Regions from separate parts of the Mus musculus genome. Here regions 2 and 3 are each linked to region 1. A link is a contact called in public HiChIP or PLAC-seq data. All regions are on one chromosome and are shown on one strand. The core of a region is the stretch at or near the end of the contact, and the rest is flanking DNA. Distances in the headings are between cores, read along the strand shown.

The links. HiChIP or PLAC-seq counts read pairs in DNA pulled down with a chosen protein or histone mark.
Region 2: an H3K27ac HiChIP or PLAC-seq map of T-cell acute lymphoblastic leukemia shows a contact between it and region 1, with 3 times the contacts expected there. The contact joins the promoter of Smad3 here to the enhancer-like site in region 1. A contact is called at or near these places in 3 of 39 promoter capture datasets (embryonic stem cells and stem cell-derived epiblast-like cells) and 9 of 115 datasets of contacts at active chromatin or transcription factors (T-cell acute lymphoblastic leukemia, embryonic basal ganglia, embryonic forebrain and 6 more).
Region 3: a contact with region 1 is called in an H3K27ac HiChIP or PLAC-seq map of T-cell acute lymphoblastic leukemia, with 2.8 times the contacts expected there. The contact joins two enhancer-like sites. A contact is called at or near these places in 1 of 115 datasets of contacts at active chromatin or transcription factors (T-cell acute lymphoblastic leukemia) and 1 of 9 other capture datasets (embryonic stem cells).

Annotation. Positions count from the first base shown.
Region 1 is chr9:63,164,939-63,169,183 of GRCm38.p6, reverse strand. All of the region lies in intron 21 of Map2k5 (mitogen-activated protein kinase kinase 5), which reads left to right. Among named protein-coding and RNA genes, the nearest start is that of Skor1, 20 kb to the right of the region's middle. Within about 2 kb of position 2,288, at least 2 of the 459 cell types and tissues checked have an H3K27ac peak or open chromatin away from gene starts, as enhancers often do. A contact at or near this core is called in T-cell acute lymphoblastic leukemia, where this site is marked.
Region 2 is chr9:63,755,893-63,760,137 of GRCm38.p6, reverse strand. It overlaps Smad3 (SMAD family member 3), which reads left to right and starts at 2,144. Exons shown (of 9, transcript NM_016769.4): 1 at 2,144-2,666. The coding sequence starts at 2,461.
Region 3 is chr9:63,719,915-63,724,159 of GRCm38.p6, reverse strand. The region is part of intron 1 of Smad3 (SMAD family member 3); the gene reads left to right. Among named protein-coding and RNA genes, the nearest start is that of Gm51710, 9.6 kb to the left of the region's middle. Within about 2 kb of position 2,284, at least 151 of the 459 cell types and tissues checked have an H3K27ac peak or open chromatin away from gene starts, as enhancers often do. A contact at or near this core is called in T-cell acute lymphoblastic leukemia, where this site is marked.

The DNA of each region.
Region 1 (4,245 bases), core at 1,039-3,538:
ATGCACCAAGTGTTTACATAAAGTGCTTGTAATGAGCATAGAGTACAGATGTGCTTCACAGAGCTTTATGGCCATGCTCTCAGACAGTCCCCGCCCCATGTGTCAGCTGGCCGCCATGTGCCTAGGCTCATGGTATGCTACCAGGATTTTATATTCACGTCCAGTCAGAGTAGGACACCATAGCCCTGTGTGTTTTCAGATTGCCAGTGCACCACACGGCCACACAGGTCTGAAGTCAGTAGCAGTTGCAACAAATGGAACAGGTTCACCAGCTTTGCCCTAAGACCTGTAAAAATCATCATAACACAAGGTCTTCATGGTGGTCCTGTGGACTGAGCACGGCTGAGCACATGGTATAAGGTTTTTAACATACAGATTAAAGTATCCCTTAACAGGACTGTGATGGAACGCCTCACTCCTCACGGGTCTGAGCTCATGTAGATCCTAACAGCCCTGGCTCAGACTGAGAGGGGAGGTGGGATCCTTCAGGAAGATGCCTGTAGCCCCCCCCCTCCAACAAACCTCACAGACCCTCTCCAGACACTCCGACCACCCTTACAGGCACCTGTCTGGGCACTGCATGGCCCCATCCAGCAGGCTTCCAAAGCTTGTTGTACTCTGCTAATTTGGGCTATGAATAAGAGGCCTAGGCCAGCCTTGCCTGTGTCCACAGGAGCTAAGATGTCCCCGCCCACCTTGTGTGGCTGGTGGGGAAGGGGTGGGTGAGGCCTGGATCCACCCCAACCTAAGCACAGGCTTTAGGGGGATGGAGCCAGCCAGGGGTGCTGGGGTACTTTGTGACAAGGGTACTTTGTACCTGTAGCAGAGTGTGCCACAGGAAGGGTACCTACCAGAAGGAGCCCTAGAAAGGGCAGGACAGACAAGCTCCACTACGGGAGTGCTGGGGGCTGCTGCTGCTGCTGCTGCTACTGCCAGCCAGCTTCTGATGGTTCTTCTGCCCCGGCCTCCAGCTCTGGGGCCAGTCACTCTGAGATCCAGAGAGGCTGACCTCAGCAGGCAGATGGCATCTGTCCTCCATGCTTTGAGGCCAGCCTTTCCTGCAGGCAGGTGCCATTCCTTCCACCCCATTCCAGATCAACGAGGAAGTTGTGTAATCCCGGGGTTGGGCACTGGAGTCAGTGGAAAGAAAGGTTCAGCTCTGTGGATTTAATCTTGTGTGTCTTGTGTCCTCATCTGTAAGATGGGAGTGATGTTTATACACAGTGTCATTGATTGCCACTGCCTGGCACACAAGTCTCAGTGAGGAGGATGTGAGTGAGCTTTTACCCACACTGAGTCAGTGTGCCTATGCATGTACAATACTCTAAACAAATAGGACAAAACTGGCTGTGCCCACCTCAAGGAGCAGCAGCAAACAGGCAGGCAGCATGGAGAAAGAGTGTCCTGCTCTTAAACCACCCTTGCTCTCTCTCCTTGCCCTGGTCCAGAGTTTCTGAAGCCTTGGTATAGGAAAGTTCACGTTAGCTGTGTACGGATGCAGAACAGCCAGTGCCTGTACACAGAGGCCTGGTGGGTAGGGATGGACATTTAGGTTGCACGCACACATGCATCTCTTTCCCATACCACAAGCACTGTGCGGAGTTGTGAATCAGACATCGTACCAGGCCCTGCAGCCCAGGTACAAGTTCAGTTCAAATGTGTGGTATTCCTAAGCAGCTTTACACAGAAAAAAAGGTGGGCACCCCAAAGGGCAAATTCTTAAATGACATGAAACTCAGATCCCAACTAATGGCAGACAGGGAGACTGTCACTGAGCACTGGACTTGGAGAGCAGCTGCTGGGTCTCAGGCAGCACCCATCATGGTAGCCAGGCTTGGAGCCCCAGTCTTGCCACACAACAGCCACACCTGCGCCTTTTAAAGAAGGCTCAGCAGGGCCTGCTGTCTCTCCTGCAGGAAAGCACCTTACTGTAATAGATATGCAAGCAAGAAACAGAGCCATCACCTAAAAGCTGGGACATCAGAGACCAGGAGCAGGCTGGGGAGGGGAAGGGATGGGATGCAGGGGATGGCATGGCTCTTCCTCCCTAACAGAGCAGTTGTTGCCAGTGCTTCCTCCTCCCCCTCCCCTTTCTCCTCCTCTCTCTCTTCCTCATCTTCCTCTTTGGAGGGTGTCTGTGGCAGATGATGCTCACTCCACTGACCCACTTTTGGACACAGCCCCCATCTTTTGCCTTCATTACACCTTTATCCACTGTGCCGAGTATGTGTTGTGGAAGACTGAAGCCCCTGCCAGTTCAGTTGTTGTATTTGGGCTTGTGATCTCTCACAGGAAATGAGAGTTCCCACTGCCTGGTGAGGAAGCCAGCAAGAAGCTGCCCAGCTTCTGCCAAGCTCTGCAGACAGGGCTGTTGGCACACTTTGTGCATGTCTCCTGCAGTTCACTCCCTTATCTGCCTCTCAGATACCTGCCCAAAAGCAGGCAGTGAAGACTGGGGACAAAACCTCTCTTTTTTGTGTGTGGTGATCTAAGTTACCTCATCAGAGGTACACAAGAGATGGAGTTAGCCCCCAGGCACGCATGGGTCAGGAAAGGGCAGGTGCCTCCACAAAACCTGGAGGTCAGCAACCTGGTGATCCGTCCACTTCTCAACTATCCCAGGGCACCAGGCAGTGCTGTCCACTGTACAACCGTCAGCCCTTCCTGGACTGAGAAGGGATGCCTCCACTCCCCTCCTCAGTTCCACTCTGCCTGTTCTCAGACAGATGACAACCGTGATGGAGCATATGGCCCCAAAGTCACCCAGCATTCTGTGAAAGTGACACTGTGGTACTCTGGGCTGGGGGGAGGGGACCATCCTCCAGTGCACAGCTTATGTCTTTGTTCTTCAGAAGGCCACAGGGTCACTCTCCCAAATCTGGAAAAAACATGCACAGGAATTTAAGAAGAGGACTATCTATCTAGGCAGCCATGTGAAAGCAGGCAGAGGGCTGGGCTAGTACAAGCCGGAGAGCACATGGAAGCCAAAATGGAGTGCCTCTTGTTCAACTCCCACCCAGACCTGTGCCACACAGAGGCGCCCCCCCCCCAGCAGCCTGGCTTCTGTAGCCCTTTGTTGGGGTCCTACACTCATGTCTGTAACCCCTACAGATTGCAGTGAGGAACAATAGGTACCTAGCTGGCTTTAGGTGTAGGCCTGGGCCCCCAGGCTGGAGAGCTAGGGTAGTGTTCCTCCCTTCCCACCCCCAAGCTCCACCTGGTCCTCACAGAGCCTGGTAAGTGCTGGGGTCAGGACACAGTAGATCCACGCCTCTCTTAGCCATGGCCATGTGGTGAGGCTATTGCTGGCCACTGGGATGTCTAGAACACAACCCAGGGCCTGACTATTCGTTGGAGCCACAGATCACAGCCAGGTATACTGGCAAAGTAGCTCAAAGCCCTGTGAGCCAGCAGGGACAGAGAGTCTGAGAGAGGCTCAGAAAAACAGGAGTGGGGAACAGGAAAGAAGGCAGATGACGAGGAAAAGAAGCAGGAGTTGGGGTGGACATCAGGGGTCGTCCATCTCCCCGCCCCCTTGCTCAGTTTCTGTGACTCTCCAGAGCCTGATTTTCATGGAGGCTACAAAGTTTCTGCTGAAAGTCTTGGTGAGTGGAACAATGCTTCCTAGCCTCCTTCCCTGCTGATGCCCTGACAGCTCCGTGGCTTGTCCCTGATTGCTTCTGGCCTTCCCTGGAAGCCCCCAGACACCCTCAGGTCGGGAATGGTGATCTTAGTGCTTCAGAACAGAGGGGGGGGCTGCCGGATAAATATAACCTGGCCTGGCTGTGGGCTTAAGTAGGTTAGAACTAGAGATGGATCATGTGGAAACAAAACCGGCCCCTCTGAAGTCCGGCCCTCTGCCCTGAATTGCCTCAGCCCTCGGCCCTCCTCTTGACAGCTGCCCCCTCCTGGAGCCCACCCCGTGTCTGTCCTTCATTTGCAGACTGTGATTCACTTACAGGGGAGCAGGAGACAAAGGAGGAAACTAACAGGGACTGACAACGCCTCTGACAAGATGATCCTTTGCTCTCTGGGCAGCAACTGAGCCGGAAACCTGGCCACCCAGGGGCCAGGCCTTAGCCCAGTAGCTATGGCTCGAAACTGAGCAGAGAACCTCAGCTACCTAGGCTAGGAAATGGGACTGAGCCTGCCTTTCTTTTAGCACAAGTTTGTTTGTGGTGGTGGTAGTGATGATGGTGTGGGTGTGTGGGGAGGTGTGGTGTGGTATGTATGGTATGTTATATG
Region 2 (4,245 bases), core at 895-3,394, 590 kb before region 1:
GCTTTCTGTCCTCTGCCCTCCTAAGCAAACCTTCATCCCTATCCCTTGGTGCTTCTCTGGCTGGGAGCTCCTAGTGGTTAAGGACCTTCCTCGTTCATTGTGAATTTCTCAACAAGTAGCATATTTGTGACAGGAAGCGCTGGAGAGAGAGAAGCAGGATTTGAACCAGCTCTCCTGGCTACCCTTCTTCATGAATCAACACTGGCCTCCACTTTTTGTCTTGCTTAGGACTTCTGCAAAGTCCCAGCAGCCTAGGAGGTGGCGAGGAAAGGGCCTGAGACCATTCCTGGAGATAATGGTGCACCTGTGAGAAAAGCTCTTGTTTTGCACATTGTGTCCTAGCTTTACAGTTCTAGGGCCAGTAGCAAGAACCAAAACCAAACAAAAACCTGGGTTTAAATCCTGGCTCTGACCCTTGGTGCTGTGCCTCTCAGGCTTTTAACGGCAGTGATTGGTATCTGTTTGAACACAGCAGTGAAGACTGCCCACCTTTAATGCCAAGTAAGGCACAGGCAGGCAGATCTCTGTTCGAGGCCAGCTTTGCTCTGGTCTATAGAGCGAGTTTTAGGACAGTCAGAGCTACACAGAGAAACCCTGTCTTGAAACAAAACAAAAAGGACCTCCTTCCTTATAGTCTCTAGCAGCAAGTGGAAGGGAGGCTGCAGCCACCATCTAACTGGTTTGCAGGAACCGGCTTGCTGAGGTCTACTGAGCCTCAGGGGTCTTCCTTTCAGGACTTACCAGGGAGGTGGAAGGAGGGAAACCACAACCCCTGACAAGCTGCCGCTGGCGGTTGGTGGTGGGGCAGCCTCGAGGACAGAGCAGGGGGCCCCTGAAGCTTCAGGGCTGACTCTGTGGGACGAGCCACACTTCATAGGGCTTCGTAAAGCGCACCGGATCTTGGTTTGCAAATAACTTGTTTCTCACCACGGGAGAGAAATAGGTGTGTGTGTGTTCGCGCGTGCGCAAAACCAAGCACACTCTAAGCATCTGGGCTAGCCTGATAGGGAGGCTGAAACAGGATAAAGGAGCAGAGGGTCTAATGTAACGCCCCAAATCCGTGGAGGGACCGTGGGCAACCAGCCCTGAATTCGTCTAGTCTGCAGTAAAGCCCCTAGGGCTACTCAAAGTCAGGTTCTCTTGGCTTCCCACCTAGGCTAACTTTGAATAAACTTCTCGAGTCCTCTCCGGCTTGCTCTTTGTGTGTGCGAGTTCATTGCTTTGTAAACAAAAGCTCTCTTACTTGTTTGGTGTCGAATTTCGGAACTTCAGTAACACCCTGAAATGTTAATTCTCTCCCCTCCTCCAAAGAAAAATCCTAAAGCACCCCCATTCATTCCTTCAGGAACGCAACAGATGTCTTTGAGGCCCGTTTTCTGCAAAAAGCTTGGTTCACTGGGCCCAAGGGACCCCTGGCTCCAGCTATTGTTCAAGTTGTCACTGAGGTCTCTTAACTCCTTTTAAGTCTCCCTCTCCCCTTTTCCAACTCCCTCCTCCGCAGTCTCAGGCAGTCGGCCGTTCTGATCTCACCCAGCAGGAAAACAAAAACAAAACAAAAAACCACCTAAAGCAGCTCTGGCCACTGAGCGAGATCAGCGTGCCCCAACTTCCTGGGCCCGGAGCTTTTCTGAACCCCTCACCGCGCCCGAGTCCTCTCCGGAGTGCAGCCAGCCCTTGACGGACAGTGCCTGTTCCCTGTGAGTCTAATCCTCTCTAGTTCCTGCAACGGTATCTGAGAGTCTGTGGGGCGGCGAGTCCCCAGGAGTCCGGTCCCTCGGCACTTGGCAGAGCTGGCGGCCGCCCTACCCGGTGGCCCACGTGGGCGCGCTTGGCGGCGCTGGGCGGGGAAGGCCGCGGGTCCTCCCCGGAGCAGGGCGCGGGGGAGGAGCGGGGAGCCCCGGCAGCGAGGGGGCGGCGACTGCGCTGGGAAGGAGGCTGCACGCGGAGCTGCGTGAAACGTAGACTTGGGAGCGGGCGGGAGAGGAGCGGGTAGCGCGGCTGCTCGGCCCTGGCTGGCCCTGCAAGGCGGCGATCGCAGAGGAGGAGGAGGAGGAGGAGCAGCGCTGCAGAGGCGGAGGGATCTGCGCACCAAAGCCATCCAGGCCAGCAAAGTTTGGCTGGGGGTTGGACTTTCCTTCCCGGAGGCGGCACCCAAACAGCTACCCCGTGCGGAAACCCAAACTTTCTACTGCCACTTGGAGTCTCGCGGCCGCCGCCTCCGCCCCGCGCGTCCGGGGCCTGCCCGTCAGTCCGTCGGTCCGCGTGGAGCAGCTCGGGCGCCGCCGTGCTCCCGATCCCCGCAGCTGCAGCGCCGCAGTCCTGGCCCGGACGCCCGGGCAAGTTCTCCAGAGTTAAAAGCGAAGTTCGGGCGAGGCGCGGGCCGAGCTGCCTCTGAGCGCCCCCGGCGTCCCCAGTGCGCCCAGCCCCGCCGGGGGCGCCGGTGACCCTTCGGTGCCAGCCATGTCGTCCATCCTGCCCTTCACCCCCCCGATCGTGAAGCGCCTGCTGGGTTGGAAGAAGGGCGAGCAGAACGGGCAGGAGGAGAAGTGGTGCGAGAAGGCGGTCAAGAGCTTGGTGAAGAAGCTCAAGAAGACGGGGCAGTTGGACGAGCTGGAGAAGGCCATCACCACGCAGAACGTGAACACCAAGTGCATTACCATCCCCAGGTGGGGTCCCAGAGCGGCTGGGGGCGCACTGGCCCAGCCCCCTAGCGCGGCCCGGGTGGAGAGGGAGGGCGTGTGCGCGTGTGTGCGCGCGCCTGTAGGGGACGGGGAGTGGGTGGAGGGACCCCAAACAAAACCTTCGGATTTGCCTAGCCTCAGAGACCTGGCTTCCGTGCAGCATTTTGGCTTCTAGACCTCAAGGGTCGCCAGCTGCTTCCGGGCAGCAGGGGTGTTTCTGAGCTTGGCCCCCCAACTCTCGGGGCTTCGGGCTCCAAGTGGAGGCCCCGCTTTGTTCGGCTCTGCCGGCCGAGCCCCTCCTCCTCCGCCGCCTCCCGCCCCGCGCTCGTGGAGGTGGTGGCGTGTGTCCCTTTCTTTTCTTCAGCTCTGTTCCCCCACTTCTTTTCCTCGTCTACAGGAATGCAGTCGGTACAGCTGTGGGTGAGGAGCGGGAGCCCGTTGATTGACAGATTCCTTCTTCGCTCTTTCTTTGCTTTGGGATTAGCATTTTTACTGAGTATTTTTAGATTTGGTTGTGCCAGCCTCCCGCCCCCTGTGCACGCATGCACGCACGCACTTAGTTGGAGAGCAGAGCACCGACTTTGAAGCGGGAGAAACAAGTGGCAGAAAGTAGGGGCTTTCCCTCTTTCCACCCCACCCCTGCTGATTTGCGATCTTTTTAATCCAGAGTATGCGGGTGCCTAGAATGGAGCAGGCAGCTCCAGGCAGATAACAAAACACCCCAGGGCTGGCCTCCCATCGGCCCTGCATTCCTGTAGAGCCTATTTTCCCAAAGCGCTTTGCCATCTGTCCTGACCTCCTTTATCCTTCCCATCGGGCTAGAGGAGTCCGGCGGGAGCTCACAGATGGCTGATGGAAGGGGTCAGTGACTTCACTCCCAAGGCCTTCTAGAGCATACCCGCGTCTGGGCAATGCGGTGAGAGCACTTTAGTCTTCTGGTTTTGTTTCTTCTCAAACACCTTTAAAGACTGATTCCAGATGAGGGGCAGGTGGGGATGTTTGGGGGGGGGCGGGGGCGTTCTGCCTGCAGAGGGATGGAAAGAAGGCCTACGATAGTAGAGGTCATCACCTGTCTAGGCAGGGGTAGCTTCCATCCTTGGCCACCTGCTCAAGGCAGCTGTGTATGGGCTGCCAGCCCTGATAGTAAGACACAAAACAACATCTGTCCACAGGAACCCAGGGTCGGCCTTCCCTAGAAGCACACACCACATATGGTGGGAATGACACTTAAAGAAAACAGAAACAAAACACAACAAAAGCAAAAATCTAACAACCCCCAAACCTGAGTGGGTGGATTCCACCTGTAAAGGAGAGGGCAGGCAGGCAGTATGTGGTCTGGAAGAACGCTTGGCTGCTGAGCCTTTGCCAGCTGGCGTTAGGGGTGATGTGATAGTCAGAGGCACCTGGGTTTTTGGCTTCTTCTCCAGCTTTCCAATCTCCTCTATCCTTTTGCTGAAGCGGGCGGTTGAGTTTCACAGAGCTCTGTCAGGTCTGGAGAAGCAGCCTCCCCCCACCCCCCACCCCCATCTGCCCGAGTGCACCCAGCTCAAGTGCTTTCTGTTTT
Region 3 (4,245 bases), core at 1,035-3,534, 550 kb before region 1:
TGCAGGGGTGTGTGTGTGTATTTGTGTGCAGGGGTGTGTGTGTATTTGTGTGCAGGGGTGTGTGTGTATTTGTGTGCAAGTGTGTGTGTGTATTTGTGTGCAGGTGTTTGTGTATATATTTGTGTGCAGAGGTGTGTGTGTAAGTGTGTGTGTGTATTTGTATGCAGGTGTGGGTATATATTTGTGTGCAGGGGTGTGTGTGTATTTGTGTGCAGGTGTGTGTGTGTGTGTGTGTACATACACAGGTACATGTGAAGGCCTGAGATCATCCTCAGGTGTCTCCTTCAGTTGGTCTCTGCTTGTGTTTTTGAGACAGTTACTAGAACGTAGTGATTTGTCTCAGCTGGCTGCCTAGTGAGCTCCAGGCACCCTCTTGTCTCTGCCTCCTCAGCCCTGGGATCTAAGTGCTTGCTACCACACCCAGTCCTTTTCTGAGAGTCCCGGGACTTGAACTCATGTCCTTGTGCTTGTGCGGTTAGCACTTGAACAATGGGACAGTTTCCTCAGCCCTGCTCTTTTCCTTTCCACTGTGAACATTTGGCATGGCAGGAAACAAGCCTTTCTAGGACGCAGTTCACTGCTCGTTCTGCTTTAAGACTGATGTGGACCCAGCGCCGGGTGGGTGAGTCTGTGTTTATGGTGACATGAATCACATGGGCATCAGTGAGTTCTATAAACACTGCTGTATCAGAAGAGGGCTTCAAGCTCAACCAGCCCTATGTGACTGTGTGACTCGGTCCTCTCGGGAGCAGCTCTCTAGTATGCTGTCCCGGGTAGTGGCAGTGAGCGTAGTTATGATGGTGCCATCTGAGGAAGCTGAGCTGGCACCGAGTGAAAGGTGTATTTAATCTTTAGGAGAAGTAAGAGAAGGTTTCAGGAGCTTGGAAATTTCACTATCCCGAGAAAGTATACTGAAGTATGACCCAGGGACAAGGAATGACAAGTGCTGAGTCTTATTAGCTCTGGGACGTTTGGGCAGTAGCCTCTCCTGTCCAAGCCTAGCTGTCATACCCTGTGCATGACTAGCATGCCAGCCTTCATGTCCCCTGGAGTGGGTGTGAGGCGATGGCCTTGTCAGGCTTTCTTGCCTGTGCAGGCGTTTGTGGGATGGCGGGACTGAGGGGCAGGCGGGATTGTACGATGAAGTGGGTTCTCCTGGGAAACTGGACCTGGAATGTCTGGGGTCTGTTCTGCCATTGACCGCAGGGTCCGAGGCACCTGTTTTGTTGAAGGCAGAGTTAGTGAAGACTCAGCCCCTTCCCTGTAAGGATTAGTCATATCCTCCCATCCAAACACTAACCAGCCTCGACCCTGCTTAGCTCTATCGGACCAGATGGAGGTAAGGTGAGCTCATGTGGAATGGCCTGAGATTTAATTGCATTCTTGCTGGTCACCTGGAAGGTCAGTGCGTTGTGAGTGAGTGGCATTGACCTTAGGATCCTCTAGACCTGCCTTGCTAGTCAGGCCGTGGTGGGGTGGGCTGAGGTGTGTGCACTGGGGGCATGCACTGGAGTCTGTCACAGGTAGGGCGAGTCAGAAGAGACCACTGCACACTGCTTTTCCTTTTGGAACGTGTTGTTCACACAGTCCCACGCCCTTGCCCAGAAATGTGTGAAAACCACTTGCAATATGCCAAAGGAGGCTCTTTTCAGAGTGAGCTGGCCCAACCACCCTCTCGAAGCCAGTGGGTTTTGTGTGAACATTCAGGTCCTTCCTCCACTGCAGGAATTTGGGGTCTGCCTGGGGTGCTGGTCAGGGCTAGTGCAGACTGGTGAATGTGGACGGATTCTGATAATTTCGGAGTGAGAGTCTGGTAAACAGGTGCGAGCCTGAGTTTCTCCATGGCCTTAGCAGGGGCAGACCACAGTGGATAGGTAGGACCCGGACTCATCCTGCTCATGTGGACTGGGATGTGGTCCGGTCCCCTCGCTGGGTACTGAAAGGTCTCCAGAGCCCAGCACTATCTGGATCTGTCTTCACTCTTTCTAGTTGGAGCTCACCCTGGTCCCTCTTGGGTATGCTATATGCACCTGCTGCCACATCCATTGGCTGCCATGTATCTCGGAGTGTGCCCCAGACTCTCGCACCCTTCTCTCTCTCTCTCTCTCTCTCTCTCTCTCTCTCTCTCTCTCTCTCTCTCTCTCTCTCTCTCTCTCTGTCCTTTGTTCCCAGAATGGTTCCACTCCCTTGCCTTGGTTACCCCCGGCTCTCTCTCTAACCACCTTTCCTTTCTCTGAATGTCTGCTGAGTCACTTCCTGCCTAGGGCGCAGAGCTCAGTAAATATTTTTGAATGTATTAATTTGGCCCTTCTCCACAAAGGTAACTTACCCGTGTGTCATTCATCCGCCCAGTTCTGACTGCTGGAGTTCCCTGTTCGGAAGCCCTGTCTTGGGCCTGCCTTGCTCTCCTCCCCCTGCCTCCCACCATTTGGGGAAGTCCAAGGTGCTGTGGTGAGGGATGGGGTTGAAGAGAGTTTAAGGAAGCAGCAGAGACCTGTGCAGATGTGAGTTAAGGATGATTGAGTTCCAGCTGTGACCTGACCTGCCTTAGGGAACCTAGAACAGGTGGAGAACTAGGCACTACTGGCCCAGAAATAGGAACTCAGAACTCCAAGCACTGTCTGGGCTTCTGTCTCATCATCAGCTACTCACTCGGCCCTCTCATCTCAGATGCTGGTAGCTTCGACCTGTCATGTGTAGCAGTCCAATGTCTGATCGTTACTCCTGTATGGTTTTTCTATGCATCTATTGAACAGAACACAGGGGCCTGAACTGAGCCAACAATAATGACTTCCATCTCCTGTTAATCCCGGGGAAGCTTGGCACTCTGTCACTTCTAGTAGCCAATGTGGGGGCCAACTGTGTACCTTTCTCTTTGTGTCTAGCTTGTTTCTAGACCTCAGTAAGCACTCAGTGTGGGTTGATCAGTGAGGCCATGTGTCTTATTTAAGGGAGTGAGTAGCTTTACCTTTTCCAAGGTGTTGACCTGCAGGCCATTGGAGATTGTACAGAAGGGAGCCAGGGGACCTGGAGGAAGGAAGGGGGCCAGGGCTGAGCTGTGTGTAACAGGCCCTGCTTTTCAAAGAGCCTGGCCTGCTGGGTTTGTTGTGGCAATGTTCAAAGGCAGGAAAGTAGATAAGATCAGACTTCAGACTGCTCACCCCCATACCTCCTCCGCCTCTAACAGCCCAGAGTGTCACCCAGGGCAGGCAGGCAGGCAGGCAGGCAGGCAGGGCCGGCGTGGGTATTTTTCAACTTTTGTAAACGCTACACTAGCACAGTGAGTGGCACTTCCTTGTCCTCGGAGAGGCTGGGGAATGAATGAGTTCAGGCTTTCCTGTTCTCATGGGAGTGGGTAGGTGCCAGTGTGTACACCGAGTGGCAGCTCCCTTGGGGAGATGAGGCATGCTAGCCAGAATGCCTCATCATAGAAGAAGCTAGACTTCTACAAAGAAAGGATCCTGTTGGGCGAGGTGGGGCATACTTATAATTCCAGCACTTGAGAAGCTGAGGCAGGAGGATTATGGATTTCAGGTCAGAGTGAGACCCCTGTCTCAAACAAGACCAAAAGCAAGTCAAGCATGGTGGCTCATGACTGTAAAGCCAGCACTTGAGAGGCTGAGGCAGGAGGATTGCTTTGAGGTAAATAGTGTCGAAAACCAACTGATGGGTCAAACAAACCAAGGCTTGTCTTTTGATTCATCTTCAGTGGTTCAAGCCGTGCTCTGTGCCATCCTTGCTTGGGTCCCAGTTCAGAACATCTGACCCTGTTACCCTCTGTTTCGGGGGCTCGGGAGGGGGCACACGTCTGCATATTCTATAAGCATCCATATGCACTGTGGGCAGTACCCTCCTGCCAGCCCATTTCCCATAATCCCGTCTGTCATGGCAGGTGGCAGAGAACAGATGACTTTGGCAAGGGATTTGGCACACGTGGCCAGGTTTATACTGGATCACTATAGTCCCACTATCTGGTTATCTTGTTTCCTCGATGGTCATTGTCACACCAGAAATCACTTCCTGTGTGGGCTTCACCCACCCTCTTCCCTTCTCACAGACCAGACGAACGTGTAACCCACAGCATGTGTGAACGAATCCTTCAGGGCTGGGGTTTGCTGAGCGCCTCTGGAACCTCCCGGTCTGTGTCTTGGGACCCAGCATTTCTCACACATGAAACACCGACCCTTGCTTTCTAGGGGCAGGAAGGACAGACCGTGGCCTACGTGTGAAGCAAACTGTGAAGCA